Linked DNA regions of Sus scrofa: region 2 is linked to region 1. A link is a contact called in public Hi-C data. All regions are on one chromosome and are shown on one strand. Each heading gives the region's core, a stretch centred on a gene start, on an enhancer-like site or on the middle of the called end of the contact. The rest is flanking DNA. Distances are from core to core; before and after follow the strand shown. Region 1 holds the start of MAMLD1 (mastermind-like domain-containing protein 1). Region 2 overlaps MTMR1 (myotubularin-related protein 1).

Evidence for each region. A called contact is a pair of places that touch in the nucleus more often than the background predicts.
Region 2: a Hi-C map of skeletal muscle shows a contact between it and region 1, with 3 times the contacts expected there. The contact joins the enhancer-like site here to the promoter of MAMLD1 in region 1. A contact is called at or near these places in 1 of 5 promoter capture datasets (liver), 3 of 47 Hi-C or Micro-C datasets (adipocytes, embryonic fibroblasts and skeletal muscle) and 1 of 2 datasets of contacts at active chromatin or transcription factors (skeletal muscle).

What each region holds. Positions count from the first base shown.
Region 1 is chrX:122,118,247-122,123,006 of Sscrofa11.1, reverse strand. It overlaps MAMLD1 (mastermind-like domain-containing protein 1), which reads right to left and starts at 2,732. Exons shown (of 8, transcript XM_021079616.1): 1 at 2,649-2,732; 2 at 2,050-2,140.
Region 2 is chrX:122,405,790-122,410,549 of Sscrofa11.1, reverse strand. It overlaps MTMR1 (myotubularin-related protein 1), which reads right to left. Exons shown (of 17, transcript XM_013991042.2): 4 at 156-179. Among named protein-coding and RNA genes, the nearest start is that of MTMR1, 13 kb to the right of the region's middle. Within about 2 kb of position 2,274, at least 3 of the 83 cell types and tissues checked have an H3K27ac peak or open chromatin away from gene starts, as enhancers often do. A contact at or near this core is called in skeletal muscle, where this site is marked.

The DNA.
Region 1 (4,760 bases), core at 1,483-3,982:
GGGACAGAGCTTGGCCGGGTCAACTGGCCGCGAAAAGTATTTGGCGGCGCTCCGGGGGGCTTCCCGCCCGCCCTTGCTGGCGCCCGGCGCCGGGCTCTGCCGCCGCTCCGAGGCCTGGGAGCTCGGGGCGCGGGGGCGCGGGGAGCCGGGCCGGAGCCCAGTCGGGGCTGCCTCCGGCCGCCAGCTCTGCTCAGGGCCGCTCTCCAGAGGAGAATTTGGCAGGAAGGGGAACGAAAGGCAGCGGACTCTCGGCGGGCGCACACTCCACGCTCCCGCTCGGCGGCGGCAAACGGGGTACAGGTTGGGGGGGGGTATCCTGTTCCCAGCGCCCACGGCCAACTGGCCCGGGCTCAGAGAGCTGGTATGCGAAGGCAGCGTCGCCGGTGGCATCCGGGCTGCGAGCGGCCCGGGTTGCGCCGGGACGGAGCGGGAACCTCCCGGTAGGCCGGCGCGGCCGGGGGGAGCCCGCGTGGCCCGCGCCCCTCTGCCTTCTTCCCTCGGTGCTTGACTGCCCCGCCCGATTCCAGACGCCCGGCGGGAGCCGGGGTGCAGGCAGAGGCCACAGCCCCCGGCGATGCGAGCTGCGCTCAGCTCGGCACAGCCAGTCCGGGAAGGGGGCGACCGCGCGCAGCGCCAGGTGGGCCGTGAGCTCGGAGCAAACTTTGGGGTCCCCCAGCTCTCAGTATCCCGGGGCCCCCGCTCGTCCACAACGGTGACCACAAGTGGGGGCTACAAGTGCACCCCGGAGCCCCCAGAGCATTCAGACCTCCCGCGCCCGCCTTCAGCCTTACCGTGCTGCGGAGCTCCCGCGGCGGCGGCGGCGGCGGCGGCGGCGGCGGCGGCAGCGGGGGCAGTGCCCGAGGGGCGGGCGGCCGCGGGCGCGGGCAGCCTGGCCTCCGGCGCCCGCCGAGTGGCCCGGCCCGGCTGCAGATCAACCCCCTGGCTAGCGGCCGGTGCCCCCGCACCCGCCCGCCGCCGGCCGCTTCAGCTCGGGGCCAAGTTCATGCCGGCGGCGCTGCAGCGGCGGCCTCAATCTGCTCGCTCCATTCCCACCGCCCGGCTCCGCGCCGCGCGCCCGGAAGGTGGAGTTTCGGGGGTTTAAGTTACTGATAGGCATTTCTCACTGCTGTGTCACTCGGGGAGGAGGAGACACGCACGCCGCACACTCACACACCCTCACACTCGCGGCGACGAGCGGCTCCGGCCTTAAAGGGGAAGCCGCGCTGCCCCGCCCGCGACCCCGCCGGCCCTGAGCCCCGAAACGCCGAGTTCCCCCGGCCGGCATGGGGCCAGGGGCGGCGGAAGCGCGGCGGCCGCCCGAGGGGCCTACGGGGCCCTCCGGCCACTCTTAGAAAGGGAAAGCGGCCGCAGGCAGGCTTCGCTGTGGTCGCCCGGTTTCTCCAGCCAAGTCGAGCCGGGGCAGCCGGGGAGCGGCGGGAGGGCCGGAAGGGGCACGGGGGCACTCACCTTGGCGGCTCCGCGCGCAGCGGGAAGGCGGTCGGCGCCCCTGCCGGCAGGTGGCCCGCCTAGACGGTGCGCTGCTGGCGAGAGAGGCGACAGCGGGGTGACCGAGCGCCCCCGGGCACGAGCGGATGGAGCTCGCCCGAGGGCGGCAGGCGGAGCCCCGCGCGCTTGGGAAGCCCGCTGGCGGCAGGTAGACTTCCCGCTTCTGGGCCGAGCGAGCTGGTGAGCTGTGCGCGCCCCTGACGGACGGAGAGCGAGCAGGGAGAGCGGCAGAGCCAGCCCTCGCCGGCGACTGGGCGAGAGAGCGCGCCAGACTGACAGAGACCGAGGGGGACGAGAGAGGGAGAGACAGAATCCCAGACAGGCACCGACAGAGCCGGAGCCGGAGGGGCAGAGCCACCGGGGGCGGGAGAGAGAATCGGAGCGAGATGGCCGCTCCCCGGAGGACTCCCGATCGTCACCGGACAGGAGTCTCGCCGTAAAGTAGCCGGTTCCATCTCCCCTCCCCCTTTCCCATTCCCCGCGGAGACCGACCCGAGAGCGGCGGCCTGGCCCTCCCGCCCCTCGCCCCGGGAGGGCGCTCACCTTCGGCGGGCGGCTGCCGGGTGCCGGGCGCGGGTCTCACGGCCGACGCGTCTGCTCGCTGGCTCCCGCCCCAGACGGCCCAGGCGACCTGCTGTGACGGCAGTGGGGACCGGGGCTCTCAGGTGGCGACGACTCCGCTGCACCCGCCCCCTCCTCGCCCAGCGTCCCCCTCCAGCCCCCTCCCCCCGGCCGCCCCCGCCCCCTCCTCCTCCGTCCACTCCCCGCCCCCCCGCCGCCGCCGCCGCCGCGGCCTCCGTGCGGACCCTGGCTGCGCGGCCCGCCGGCTTGCTCAGCAAGGAGCCCGGGCGCGCCAGCCAGTCTCCCGCCTCTCTGGCCGCGGGCGGGCGAAGCCCCCGCGGGAGCTGGGCTGGCCGGGCCTCTCGCGGCGCGGGGTTATCCCGGGGCAGACACCTGCGGCTTCTGCAGGAACACGGCTTCTGGGGAACTGCCCGGCGAGCCAGAGCGCGCCGTTCGCCCTCCGCCCGGGCGCCGAGAGGCCCGTGGCTCCCGTCCCCCGTCCCACACCCGGCCCCCCACCGGAAGGGGGGCTGACCCCGCGCCCCTGCCCCGGGGTCCCCGCCCGGGCTGCGGTTCCCAACCTGGGCTTGCAAGGCGGCGGCGGCGGCGGCGGGGCCCGAGCTCAGCCCGCGGACGCCGCGTCCGGACCGACAGCAGCAGCGCCCGGCGCAGCCCCAGAGCGGGCTCCCTCCAGGCTCCCGCCCGCACCTCAGAGGAGCGACCTGTCACCAGCACATCTGGTCCGAGTCGGCCGAGCTGCGGGCCAGGAATAAAGGGGTGGGCCCGCCGCCCACTCGGCCCCTCCTCCCCTCCACGCCCACGCCCTCGGCCCGCGGGAAGCGCGGGGCCCCCTCCCAGAACCGAGCGAAGTCCTTTCGTGGGCTGCGTAGGCGCAACGGAGCTGGGCGCTCGCCTCTGAGCCGTTCCCGAAGTTTCCTGACTGAAGAGCGAGGTCCGGCCGCCACCGCTGGGCACAGGTGTCAGACTCCGGCTCCGAAGCCAGCCCGGGTAGCGGGCAGCGAGCGAGCGCGGCCCCCGGGGCGCCGTGGGGGTGCGCGGCTCAGCCCGGTTGGGGGAAGGAATCCCCCCGGGCCGGGCCGGGCCGCGCTGGAGAGGGCCAGCGGCCAGGAGAGGTTATTGACTCTCTGGTAACCTTCACTCCAGACAAGGCCGCGGTGGAGTCCCGGCCCCTGGCCTGGCCGGGGTCCTGCAGGGAGAGGAGTCACCCTAGAGCGACCATGTCCCCCTAGAATGAGAAGGAGCTCCCGAGTGTCTCAAAGGGAATCGGATTAAACAAAGCGAAACTGGGGGTAACCGTGTCGGTTACCGAGCATTGCAGAGTGTTCTTAAAATTTGATTGCCGCCTGGCGCAAGGCGCGCTGGTCCCCGAGGTGGAAAATGGGGTTCTGTTCCCAGAAACCTTCTCTCCACCCTCAGGTCACTTCTCCTCTGCTTCCCCAGTGGGCATCACAGAGATCACAGCTGCCCCTGGGCCAGGGGATCAGCGGCCTGCTTGGCACCATCACCTAGATGGCCCCTAGACACCCCAAGCTTCAGGGGGCCTGAGGCGAGCTCCTGGTCATCCCCCAAAGCCGATCCTCCTAAGCTGGGCCACCTCCGTTCATGGTGGCTCCATCCTGCGAATTGCCCAGGCTGAATTCCCTGCAGGTTTTCTGGATTCTTCTTTCTCGCTCACACCCCACATCCAGAGAAGCGGACGGTACTGTTGTCTCCACCTTCAAAAAATGCATCCTCACTCCCAGCCTTCTGTCTTCCCCCACTGCTACCCCCTGGGCCCAGCCCCCGGGGCCTCTCCCCACCCCCGGATTATTCTAGAAGCTACCTAATAGAAAGTTGCTCTGTTTCCTACCTCCCTCATCCTCCCCTCCCCCACCCCAGTATAGTCTCTGTTCTCTGAGCACCTGCAGTGGCTCCTCATTTCACTCAGTAAAACTGACGTGCTTCCAGGGGCCTAGCAGACACGAATCGGGATGATGTTGTCTGCCCTCTTGCCTGGGCTTGCTCTCCTCCAGGCCTCCTGACTCTTCCTCAGCGCACCAGACACACGCCTCCTTAGGGCCTTTGCACTGGCTGCTCCCTCGCTTGGAATTCACTTTCCCAGACATCCACTGGGCTGGCTCCCTCATTTCCTTTCATCTTGACACCAATGTCACCTGGCCAACCTATGTAACAATTCAAAGCCCCACACCCATCGCTGGCACTTCCTCTGGCCTTCCTGCTTTGTTTTCTCTTTAGCTCTTGCCACTAGCCGGCCTCGTCTATAGGTTAGCTCCCGCGAGGGCCGCCGGCAGGCAGCCCCTGTTTGGCTCACTGCTGTCTTCCTGCCTCCTGGCACAGTACCTGGCAGGGAGTGTCTGCTCCATGAACGTTAGTGGGATTCTATTTTCCTGGAACTTTTCGGGAAACTCTGGGGGCCGTGGGATTGTATGCTGGGGGAGGGGCCCATAGCGGTCATTACCTGCGAAGGAGGTTTGAGACCTCCTTAGGAAGGCTGCAGGCCACGCGACGTGGTGTGTGTTCGCACCGTGAAGCCGGTCTCGGCTCATGTCCCCAAGGGGCACTCGGGCCCAGTTAGGGGGTGGTTCTTCCAGGTACTGTTGGGAGCCGAGGTCCCCTTGGTTGTCACCTTGGCTACTCTGGTGTTGATGGGGAGGTGGGAGAGGGGGCGGAGG
Region 2 (4,760 bases), core at 1,025-3,524, 290 kb before region 1:
GTGAACACTTAAAGCTATGACACAGCAGAGCAAATTGATCCGAGTGACTCATAAAACCAGTGAGAAGGTAAAGAACACTAAATAGACTAGGGGTTCGATAAAGCACAGAGACACACGAGTGGGAGGCCCGTCTGCTGAAAGCCAAACATCCTTACCCTGATATCAGGCCTCCTGAAAACCTGTCAGTTAAAACACAGAATATCATCATTGACCTGTGAACGATCCCGTGCCCGCGCAACAGCCTGGTCCTCCAAGTAACGGCAAGCGGGTCGATCCTAACCCATTTGCCCTCTAAGTTTCATTCAATAGCCAATCAATCCTAACACATTTGTCCTGTAATTTTCAGGCAAGTCTATGATTTGGAGAAACTTATCACCCTCAGGCTGAGACAAACTACATTATTGTAAATACAAACCCCTTCTGTCAAGCGCTATTACAAGACAATGTGAACAGGCTGTGTTTGAAAAGTTCATTTGTGTGTCTGTTTGGAATACTGAATGCCTTTTCCCCATAGAAACAATGATATAAAAAGGCGGTTCTGCTCCCAAACCAGCCCACAGAAACCAAACAAAACCGAACCAAGAAACCACAAAAGCGCCCACAGCTGACGCCGAGCACGGCTCCGCTATGGCGTTAATGGTCAACTCACAAAGCCGAGTTGACCACAAATCTTGACCCAGTTTCTATAGGAATTCTACTTCCAACTCGCACTTGGGACTCCAGAATACACCTCCCCGAGGTGGCCGCCCCCCAGGGAGAAGGTGCCCCTCTGTCACACCAGCGCTGCTGCACCGGGAAGGGGTGACCCCAGGTGGGAAGGTGGGGGGGCTCCGGGCAAGGGGAAGCCAAGCTCTACTAAATTGGGACAGTGATGCCCGCGAGGTTATTGCTGTCGCTCCTCCTTGGACGTGCAGCATAAGCATTCGGGGAGCCCTGGGGAGGGAAAATGGTTCCCCATCCTAGAGTCTGAACTCCGATCGTCGTTACCCAGGCTAGAACACGGGATGTTCTATGGAAAGCAGATTACTAAAAAAGAATCACCAGAGGTTCTTACCAGCTGTATAGGTTTTACTGAGGACAGATAAGAAGATCACATGAATGCAAGGACATGCACTTCAAAAAACATCGTGGTATCCTCATTAAAAGAAAACACTCTTTAAAGCAAAAAGAGCATCTGAATTAAGTGTTGCCAGAGCTCAAAGAGAATTAAAGCCCAGACGTTCCTAAATAAAGACTATTTAGACGAAGAAGCTTAAACCTGGCCCTTTTTTTTTTTTTTTGGAGGGTGGTGGTGACGAATGTTTACCATCTTAGTTGTGGTGGTAGTTTCACAAATGTGCACCTAGCAAAACTGAGCAATTTGTATAGTACAAATATGGGAAGTTTATCATTTGTTAATTACAACAGGAAGGTTGATACCAAATAAATAAAATAAATGCTTATGTCAATTTAAAAAAACTCAAAATAGAGTCTCTTCTCCCGAGCTTCATTCCTCAGTGATAAGCATGTTTATGACTCGACCTATTTTGAAATCAGAACACTTCCATAACTAGAAGTATGGTTACACCACTGCTTTTTTTTTTTTTTTTTTTTTGGCTTTTTAGGGCCACACCCGTGGCATATGGAGGTTCCCAGGCTAGGGGCTGAATTGGAGCTACAGCTGCTGACCTACACAGCCATAGCAACACCAGATCCGAGCCGCATCTGCGACCTACATGGCAGTTCACAGCAATGCCGGATCCTTGACCCACTGAGCAAGGCCAGAGATCGAACCCAAAACCTCATGGTTTCTGGTCGGATTCGTTTCCGCTGCGCCACAACGGGAACTCCCACCACTGCTTCTTGATGTGTCAACTTTAAACAGTAGCTAGTGACCTCCCGTTCTAAAAGATGAGAAAATAAGCTTTCTCAAACCACGGCCACCCTCTTGCCAATCTCTGCTGATTGAAATTTTCATCTTTAGTTCTTTTATTTACCTTCTTTCTGCAGCAGGTACATCATAAAAAAAAAAAAACAAAAAAAAACTCATGTGATGATTCTTCTGGGGCAGAGAGTCTTCTAAGAACCATGTATGTATCAACTCATTCCCAGAGCAACGTTGTGACATAAAAAACTATTACTGGCCCCATTTTTGGATGAGGAAACCAAGGCACAGTTAAGAAATCTGGCCAAGATCAGGGTGTGAGGCAAGTACTTAAACCAGATGGTCTGCTACGGGCCGCAGCGGGAGCCGCTATAATTAACGCACAGAAACTGGAGCCTCCCCGCGCAGAGCGCTCCCGACTCCCTGGAGGGCTGATGAAGCAAACACCGCCACTGCCTCTCGGCTCCCTTCTCCTCCCCGCCGCCAAACCTCCGCTCCAGCGAGTTATTTTCACATTTGTTCTGTAACTACAGTTACTCGTTCAATGTTTGGTCTATAAAGTGACAGTAACAACTGCAAACTAAAAAGGCAGCATCCACAAGCAGTGAAACGGGGCCTTACGTGTAGGAGATACACCGCTGTCACCAGGCCTTCGCTCCCGGAAGGAGAAACTAACCCAAACGGCAAGCGGTGGGAGAGCCCGGCTCCGGCCCGCACACCCTCCTCACCTGTCGCCCTGAACCCTCGGCGCTCGAGTGAGGCCAGGCCGCTCGGGGGAGGCTCGCCTGACTTGATCCCCCCGTGGTTCTCTCTGTCAGGCACACAGAGAAGTTCATTTTCTTCTTCTGGACTCTGATTCTGATCGCGGCCAAAGGAGAGAGCGGTGGTTTGTAGGCAGGAGGCCTGGGGCCAGCTCTCGCCGGCAGATGCAGGCCTCTGCATCTGTATGTTGGCACACACACAGAAGGAGTGGGGTCCAGGAAGGACCTCCAGGTCCTGGCCAGTTCTCGAACCCGAGCAGTCATTTCAGCTTCACTGGAAGACTTGAGAAGACATCTCCCAACCTAGGCCTAGGAGGGCAAGTGGGCTCCGTGGTTAAAAAAGTTTTCAAACTCCGGGACTGGAATCTTGCGTCCAGTGCTGACTGACCTCAGGCAGCCACACAGGCCTCGGGGCCTAGTCTCCTCCTCCACCTCGCTGATGCTGACCGCACCTTCCTCCCAGGCACCTGCGAGGGTTAAACCGGGTGGCACAACTGTACCTGCAGTGCACAGTCCTCACGAAGCGGGGGCTGTTCGTGTCAGTACCATTTAGGCGGCCTTTTTAAATCGATGGGCTGCAGCCTCCCCAACTCTCACAGCAACTCTCTTGACCTGCCCTACATCCCCTGTCAACTCCTACACATGCCCAAAACCTACAAGAAGGTGCAAAAACCTGAAAAAATCTCTTTAACAACACAAGAAGACTGCCTAAAAGTTTATTTGGTCTTTGACCCTGTTTTTCCGATGCAGGGCTCCTAAAACCCTTGCAATTTCCTGAGTGATAGGTGTGTCTTCTCTTCTAAAGAAGTGACTCTTGGTGGGCTCCTGGATGGGGGCTGGTTACAGGAACAACCAAACCATGATGCAAAGCCAGCAACTTCCAGCTCCACTCCCCATCCTCTGGAGAGGGGAGAGGGGCTGCAAAATGAGTTGATAATTGATTATGCCTATTTAATGGCCTCCATAAAAAGCCCTACACCATAGGGTGCGGTGAGCTTCTGGGCTGAATGCATCTGAATGCCACCGAACCCCACAGAGACAGAAGCTCCTCATCTCGGGACCCTCCCAGAGGGGACTATGTGTCTCCTCATCAGGCTGTTCATCTTTATTCTTTTTTATGTCCTTTATTCTATAATGGTCTGGTAAACCTGTTTACTAGGGTTTTATCAGTTGTTCTAGCAAATGATCCAGCTTAAAGACAGAGTCGGAGGAACCCCGAGTCTGTAGCCTTGGGACCCACTACTTGCAAGTGGCATCTGAAGCGAGAAGTCCTATGGTACTAAGACCTTAACCTGGGGGCTCTGTGCTAACTCCGGTTAGTCTCAGAATCGGATTGATTTGTAGAACACTCAGCTGGTGTTAGAGAATTGGACAGTGTGGGGGGAAAAACCCCACACACCTGGTGTCACGAGTATTCTAAGAGGGTGGGGATTCAAACCCAAGCTGACCGCTTTTAATCTCCCTCCATATGGCCCCGCCTAGACCTGTTCCCCTTCTGAGTAGGCTGAATATGCCCAGAAGGCCCTGCTCTGCCTGCCTGGCTCGTCCCCCCACACCTCGTTTCCTTGTCTCTGTCAGCGCTCAGCACACACAGTCCATAAATATTCCATGCAGCCCGGCCCGGCCTGAGCACACACTAGGAGCTCACGGCACATTTATGGACGTGGGCTGGCGTTAAAGCAATTAAAATATACTGCTCTTGTATTCATTTTGACATATTACATACATGCGCATAGAGTCATAGTGTACAGCAAGTGAGCGCCGTACGCGTCCCATACATATGCTGCCCTTTTTAATACACTAAACCTCTGCTGTAACATCCATTACACCCGCAGGAACGCCGAGGCTCAGCAAGGTAAAGTAACTTGTTGAGCAGCGAGTCAATCACAGGGCCAAGTGCCCCAACTCCAAATTTTATGATCTTTCTGATAAACCACATAAGATGATTCTAAGTCAAGTAAATATCCGGCTTTTATCAATGAATTGAATCACTTCACTGAGCTCTAAACAATTCAATTTAGTACAGGAGCCTCTTCATTTTCTCCTTTTACTTCAGAATGTTGGAAGGAGATCTAGCTCCTCCACGTGCAGGGACGACGGTAGGAGGAACAGGAGGAGAGCCTCAGAGGGGCAGT